Linked DNA regions of Ovis aries: region 2 is linked to region 1. Evidence: chromatin contacts called from public Hi-C data. All regions are on one chromosome and are shown on one strand. Each heading gives the region's core, a stretch centred on a gene start, on an enhancer-like site or on the middle of the called end of the contact. The rest is flanking DNA. Distances are from core to core; before and after follow the strand shown. Region 1 has its middle 9.4 kb from the start of MB. Region 2 overlaps RBFOX2 (RNA binding fox-1 homolog 2).

Region 1 (3,582 bases), core at 585-3,084:
TGGCCAAAGTATAGGAGTTTCAGCTTCAGCATCAGTCCTTTCAATGAATATTCAGGGTTGATTTCCTTTTTGATCGACTGGTTTGATCTCCTTGCAGTCCAAGGGACTCTCAAGAGGCTTCTCTAATACCACAGTTCGACAGCATCAATCCTTCAGCTCTCAGCCTTCTTTATGGTCCAACTCTCATTTCCATACATGACTACTGGAAAAACCATAGCTTTGACTAGATGGACCTTTGTTGGCAAAGTAATATCTCTGCTTTTTAATATGCTGTCTAGGTTGGTCATAGCTTTTCTTCCAAGGAGCAAGCGTCTTTTAATTTCATGGCTGTAGTCACCATCTGGAGTGATTTTGGAGCCCAAGAAAATAAAGTCTGTCACTGTTTCCACTGTTAACCCATCTATTTGCCTGCTGGATAGGGAGGAATCAGGTTTCTGAAGTCCTTGAGGGGCAGAGCCTGGGTCTCCGAATCACTGCGTGAAGCAAAGTCCTCTCTCCACTTGCACTGGATAGTGAGGTAAATGGGATCCAAACCCATGGAGCCACTGTGAAGTTCTAACAAGCCACTGAGATTTGGGGGGTATTTTTATAGTGGCTAGTGCTGTAATACATGAATGCCTCCATATTTGTGGTTCAGCCCTGACCCACATCTGGTGCATAAAGAGTCCTTAATATTCATCCTCGCGTCCCACAAGACTTCTCTTCCAACCATCCTCTATATGCAATCCTGACCCTGTCACTCCCCAGCCCCCATAATCTCCCAGGGTCCCCATCATCCTTGGAAGTTTCCATCTCTAGCTCCTCTTCCCCTTCTCAATTCTTAAATGTTGGGGTGTTCCTTGGGGTCCTTCTCCTCTTCCCTCACATTCTCTCCTGGGGTGATCCCCGCCACTTCATGTACACTAACAGCTCACCCTCTGGTCCTGTGTCTGATGAGATGATTCTCCAAATGGCCAGGCAAATTCAGGATGTTCTGTGCTGCAGCCCGAGAGGGTGGGTGTGGGGACAAGGCCTCTCTTAGCAGAATCAGAATTCCTTAACTCCCAAGGAGTAAGTCCAAGTCTTGCTCAGGGGAAAGAGGAATATCTCCTGTTGCCCAAGGGGGTTTTTAAGAAAGAAATGCCTTTGCTAGGGTGAGCTGCGTTTGATTTTAGGTAGTCTAGGAGACCCGACTGCGGTCTGGGATTGAGGGTCAGGTTTCACTTTTGTTTCTCTGTTTCCATTGTCCTCGCAGGAGAAGCGGACCAAATGGCCTCCTCCCTGAAGAGCTGAGTAGCTAAGACCTGGGCTTTCGTAGTTTTTAAAGGGGAGGGAAGAGGAATTTGGAAAGAGGTGGGCGGCAGGCGCTAGAGAGGAAGTATTCGACTGCAGGACGCTTGCGAGGGAGGAGGGAAGGGAGGCACCGCCCAGGTGGGCTGCGGAGCCTGCCTTCCCTGCCTCCTCGCCCGCCTTCGGGAGTCGGGAGTGAGGGTTCCTGTCTGGATCCCGCCAGCCAGAACTCGCCGCCCCAGTGCCTTCCCCACCGCCCTCCCGCGGCGGCCTCGGGGAAAGCAGGGCTGTGGCCTGCGGATCCGCGGAGGAGGGGCCCGTTCTCCTTTCTGGGCGCCGGAGTCCTGTGGGTGCCGGGGCTGGGCGGGGGGAAAGACGGAGATTCTGGAGAAGCCCGGCCACCACTTCTCCGATGCCATCTCGACAGTGCAAGCCTCGGGGACGCGTGTGTCGCCTTAGGCCTGCTAGACAGATGTCTCACAGACGCCCAAAATGCTACGGAACCCAGGGAGAGTCATTCTCCATCCCCTCCTCCCCGGTACCCCGCCCGCCTTAGTACATAGCGCCACCATCTGCTCAGTTAATTCAGCCAGAAACTCAGCTCGGGCTGCCGGCGCTATGCTGGCCTCTCAGCTCATCTCGGCGTCCCCAGCGTCCCTTGTGGAGCCAGTCCCCTCTTCCCCCTCGCCCCTCCGCCTCGCCTCTCCCTCAACCCAGAGGTGGCCCTTAACGGGTGCCCCTTGTGGCTCAGCTGGTAAAGAATCCGCCTGCAATGCAGGAGACGTGGATTCCATCCTTGGGTTGGGAAGATCCCCTGGGGAAGGGAACAGCTATCCATGCCAGTATTCTGGCCTGGAGAAATGGACTGTACAGTCCACCGGGTGACAAAGAGTCGGACACGACTGAGCGACTTTCACTTTTCCCCGCGAGTGGTTTATACAAACCAAATTGGCTGGACAGCGGTTGCCTGGCCAGGGGCGTGGGGCGGGGGCGGGGGCGGGGAGCGGGGACTGACCGGGAAAGGGCCTGTGGGAACTACTTTTGGGAGTGATGATAATAGCGTTCTATATCCTGATAGGGGTTCACATTACACAGGTGTATAAATTTATCAAAACTCAGCAAGAGTCGGCTTCAGTTGTGTGGATTTCATTGGATGTAAATTTTACATCAAAAGAAAAAAACGCAAACAGAATTCTCACTAATGACATGCATGCTGAAGTATTTAGGAAGAAGTGGATGGACAGTTGTTTGCAGTTTGCTTTGAAAGGCCTCGGAAATAAGATTGGAGGCATGGAAGGCTGGCTAGATAGCGGAGAAAACTGGTTTAGTAAAATGTTGATAGAATTTCGGTGGTGGGTATAAGACGGTCACGTTAAAATTTGTTTAACTTGTTGTTGTTGTTCAGTTGCTAGGTCGTGACCAACTCTTTACAACCCCATGGACTGCAGCACACCGGCTCCCCTGTCCTTCAGTATCTCCCAGAGTTTGCTGAAACTCACCTTCATTGAGTTAGTGATGCCATCGAACCATCTCATCCTCTGTCGTCCCCTTCTCCTCCTGCCTTCAATCTTTCCCAGCAACAGGGTCTCTTCAAATGACTCAGTTCTTCGCATGAGGTGTCCAAAGTATTGGAATTTCAGCTTCAGCATCAGTCCTTTCAATGAATATTCAGGGTTGATTTCCTTTACAATGGTTTGGTCTCCATGCAGTTCAAGGGATTCTCAAGAGGCTTCTCTAACACCACAGTTCGACAGCATCAATTCTTCAGCTCTCAGCCTTCTTTATGGTCCAACTCTCATTTCCATACATAACCACTGGAAAAACCATAGCTTTGACTAGATGGACCTTTGTTGGCAAAGTAATATCTCTGCTTTTTAATATGCTGTCTAGATTGGTCATAGCTTTTCTTCCAAGGAGCAAGCGTCTTTTAATTTCATGGCTGTAGTCACCATCTGCAGTGATTCTGGAGTCCAGGAAGATAAAGTTTTTTATTTTTGGATCCCCCAAAAATAAAGTCTCTCACTTTTTCCATTGTTTCTCCATCTATTTGCCATGCAGTGATGGGACCGGATGCCATGATCTTGGTTTTCTGAATGTTGGATTTCAAGCCAATGTTTTCACCCTCCTCTTTCACTTTCATCAAGAGACTCTTTAGTTCTTTGCTTTCTTCCATAAGGGTGATGTCATCTGCATATCTGAGGTTAGTGATATTTCTTTCAGCAATCTTGATTCCAGCTTGTCAGTCATCCAGCCCAGCATTTCTCATGATGTACTCTGCATATAATTTAAATAAGCAGGATGTCAGTAAATAGC
Region 2 (3,582 bases), core at 345-2,844, 180 kb before region 1:
AGGCCCCCTGCATTGGAGGATGGAGTCTTAGCTACTGGATCACCAAGGAAGACCCCAGGGAAAATTTAGTATAAGGTTTTGTTATAGAAACATCCCTTTTGTTATTTCTTTGTTGTTGTTCAGTTGCTAAGTTGTGTCTGACTCTTTGCAGCCCCGTGGACTGCAGCACACCAGGCTTCCCTGTCCTTCACTGTCTCCCAGAGTTTACTCAAACTCATATCCATGGAGTCAATGATGCCATCCAGCCATCTCATCCTCTGTCGTCCCCTTCTCCTCCCGCATTCAAACTTTCCCAGCATCAGGGTCTTTTCCAGTGAGTCAGCTCTTTGCATCAGGTGGCCAAAGTACTGGAGCTTCAACTACAGCATCAGTCTTTCCAATGAATAATTCAAGTTTGATTTCCTTTAGGATTGACTGGTTTGATCCCCTTGCAGTCCAAGGGACTCTTGGGACAAGTAGAATGTTTGTTACAGGCCAGGCTCAGACAATCTCTGTTAAGAATTGAAGCAGGGTCGCATAGTTTTAGTGGTAAGAAAGTGACACTGTGGAAGTGTTCATTAAGAGCAGCATTTAAAAAATATCATTATCTGAGTGAGAAATTGCTCACATGTTTAATTTTGGAGCTGTAGCATTGTTTTGCCTTTTGGTTTTACCTGTGTACTTGTCTATTCTCCCACAAGCTGCAAATTCCTTGACAACAAAACTGTGCCTGTTCATTTCTCCATTGCTTAGCACAATACCTTGTGTATAATAGGGCAGTAAATTTTTTAATTATACTGGATTGGTTTATTATTGTCCCTTATGTGTAATACACATAGAATCAGTACCAGCAGTGCAAAGATAATCTAGTACATTGCAGTGGTCCACCTGATCTCTAAGAACCGAATTAATGTAAATGCTTAACCAAGATATCTATCTTAAACGTACTAAGGCCATTTTGACTCTTAAAAAGCAGTTTCTCCTGAACAATACTGAAATAAATTGCAGTGACCATAAAAGGAGAAAAACTGCACTGGGGGTGGAATGGACTTGGTAAGACTTAACTCTTACAAACGCCTCACAGTTGCAGATAATCCTCATGGGTTAATCTTAGTAAAACATGTTACAGTATTACTCTCTCTCTAAGACTAGGGAGATCAGAGCCCCCGAAACTAATTTAGAATTATTTATCATTTTGAACTTTTGAATGTTTACCCCAACTAGGGGATTTGTTAGCAATGATAGTTATAAATGTGCCTCTCTTACTGAGCATTTATCTTTACTTTCTGCTCACTCTACATTCAATTTTCTAAGAATTGCTGAGCAGTTCCCTGGTTTTACAGGGCCGTTTAAGCTCTGAAAGCCAACTCTTTAACCTGCCCTACATTGTCAGACTGACCAAACACCTGTCTGTGTTTGTTACTGCTTTTAATATCTGTTATAGAAATATGTGTGCACATGTGTGTTTGTATATAATGGTAGGGTGGGTATAGCAGCTTCCTAAAAGGGGAAGAGCAACTGGCTTTTCTGAAAAGACCTTTCCACCCCCACCTTTCTGCAGGCAGCCGCACTTAATCCTTCCATGTTTGACTGGAACAGCTGAGAGAGTCTCTGGCATATCTGAAGGTCTCCAGTGGACTCATGTTGCCTCAGAGTCGGGGCCACCTTCCTCTTTTCTTGTGCTGATCCTGCCAGCTGTCCGCGCTTCTGCTGGAGCCCAGCAGAGGAGATGTTAAATGATACAAAAACATACAGTGTCATGAAAGAGCTCCTTTCACTGCCTCTAGCAGTGTGACTTCATTTCTTTCCCATTTCTTTCCACAGCAGAAGGATTTTATACTGTTAATCCTAACACCTGTCTGTGCCGGAGACAGTGAGAAGGGTGTGTGTGTGTGTGTGTATGTGTGTGTACGTGCATGTGCGTGTGCGCAGTCCCCGCCCCAGAAGAAGTAGGGAAATAATACGAGTCCCATTTGCTTTTCCACCTCCTGGATTGGGAGTGTTCCCTCTGACGTATTTAAAGCCTGGAATATATATATCACTTTGGATCCTGGATACCTTGTGCTTCCTACCGTTCTTTGTGCCACTTTAAGGAGCCTACGATCCGTCCTTGGCTGTCATTCTCTACCTCTTGAGTTTCTGGAGAAGTTGTCAGTTTAAAATCAACAGTAACAGCAAACCTCTAGTGTAGTTTTCAGTCTATAGCTAGTAACTCCGTTTGGAACTGTCTGCTTTTCCTTGAACATTTCTTTTGTGTAGTGTAGAGTCTTATTGGGGTGGAAGCCTGGGCTGAGCCAAGCTCTTTCCTCGTCATCTGAGTCAACATACTTATCTGCGTAGGCTGGAAGTCAGCCAAGGATTTTTTGGTGTTTCCAGGTTCCTTTGGACAGGACACCCACACCAAACAAGGCAGAAGCTTAAATACTTTCTGTACTGTCTTTATCTGAAGATCTTTTCCCCCTTTGCTATGTATGGTGTATATTGTATGGATTATCAGTATCCTGTTGTCCAGGTAAGCTGAGGGTTGTAACTTGTTTTCTAGATAGTGATTGACTGAAGTGAGAATTTTATGGTGGGATGAAATGCTTATAAGTTTCCTGTCTTCTGACCTGGTACCATTCAGAGCATAGATTTCCCAAAGTTATTTGCTAATTTGCTATAACAGGAAGTTTGATATTTATAGTATTGACGGCTGGGCAGGGAGGTGGTTGCTTTCAGTCTTACAAGTTCTGAAGCTTCAGAGATTCTTGTGTGTGTGTGTGTGGCAGGGGGAAGGGTGGTTACCTAACCCACATGTATGTATGTATGTTTTAAATACTGGGCCTGGCATTATAGTTGTAACATAACTAAGCCACAGTATATATTATAGTAACTTCAGGCTCATTTTGAGTAGACTAGATACACAGATGGCAGTTTCTAACTGTTGCCGTAGTTGTCAGAGAGGTAATATACAGTAGAGGGCGCTCTATCCACACTGAGCATTTTAGATTATTCTGTGATATTGCCATTTTAGTTATTTACTTGTTGAAATCCAGAATCATAAAAATTTAGGCCTTTATCAGCCATACTCTTGAATAACTATTTGCCTTTAAGTTAGTAGCAATATAGTGAATGAAGTTGAAGGATTATGGATTCTGATTCAAGCTATGGTATTAAACCTCCATATTCATGTTCAAATAACTTCATTTTTCTTGACTTCACTTTACTTGTATATAAAATAAAGAGATTGAACTAGGTTATTTTTCATATGTTGTAATTCTTTGAAATATTGATTGTGCTGAAAATCTAGACTAGGAAAACAAAAATGGTCGATATAATTAATTCTGAATTATCAGTACTATTTGGTTTCTCAGTTTGGTTTGTTTTGTTTTCATGGCACTTAATTTTTTCTTTCAGACAGCCATTTCTCTAGTAATTAGCTCCTAAGTTGTGGTTTTGACAGAAATGCTTAGGGTTAAAGGAAGTGACAAACCCCAGTTTATCTTATTAGATAGGTTGGGCCTGAAGGCTAAACCAAGCTCTTTTTAATTGGACCTAATGGATAAGCGCTCCAGTGTAAACTCACAGCTCTCATTCAAGTTGTGAGCTACCAGTGTGGATGTC

What was found. A called contact is a pair of places that touch in the nucleus more often than the background predicts.
Region 2: a contact with region 1 is called in a Hi-C map of muscle, with 6 times the contacts expected there. The contact joins two enhancer-like sites. A contact is called at or near these places in 6 of 16 Hi-C or Micro-C datasets (hypothalamus, liver, muscle and 2 more).

What each region holds. Positions count from the first base shown.
Region 1 is chr3:179,440,738-179,444,319 of ARS-UI_Ramb_v3.0, reverse strand. No RefSeq gene overlaps it. Among named protein-coding and RNA genes, the nearest start is that of MB, 9.4 kb to the right of the region's middle. Within about 2 kb of position 1,834, at least 38 of the 54 cell types and tissues checked have an H3K27ac peak or open chromatin away from gene starts, as enhancers often do. A contact at or near this core is called in liver and muscle, where this site is marked.
Region 2 is chr3:179,620,828-179,624,409 of ARS-UI_Ramb_v3.0, reverse strand. The region is part of intron 2 of RBFOX2 (RNA binding fox-1 homolog 2); the gene reads left to right. Among named protein-coding and RNA genes, the nearest start is that of RBFOX2, 180 kb to the left of the region's middle. Within about 2 kb of position 1,594, at least 13 of the 54 cell types and tissues checked have an H3K27ac peak or open chromatin away from gene starts, as enhancers often do. A contact at or near this core is called in liver and muscle, where this site is marked.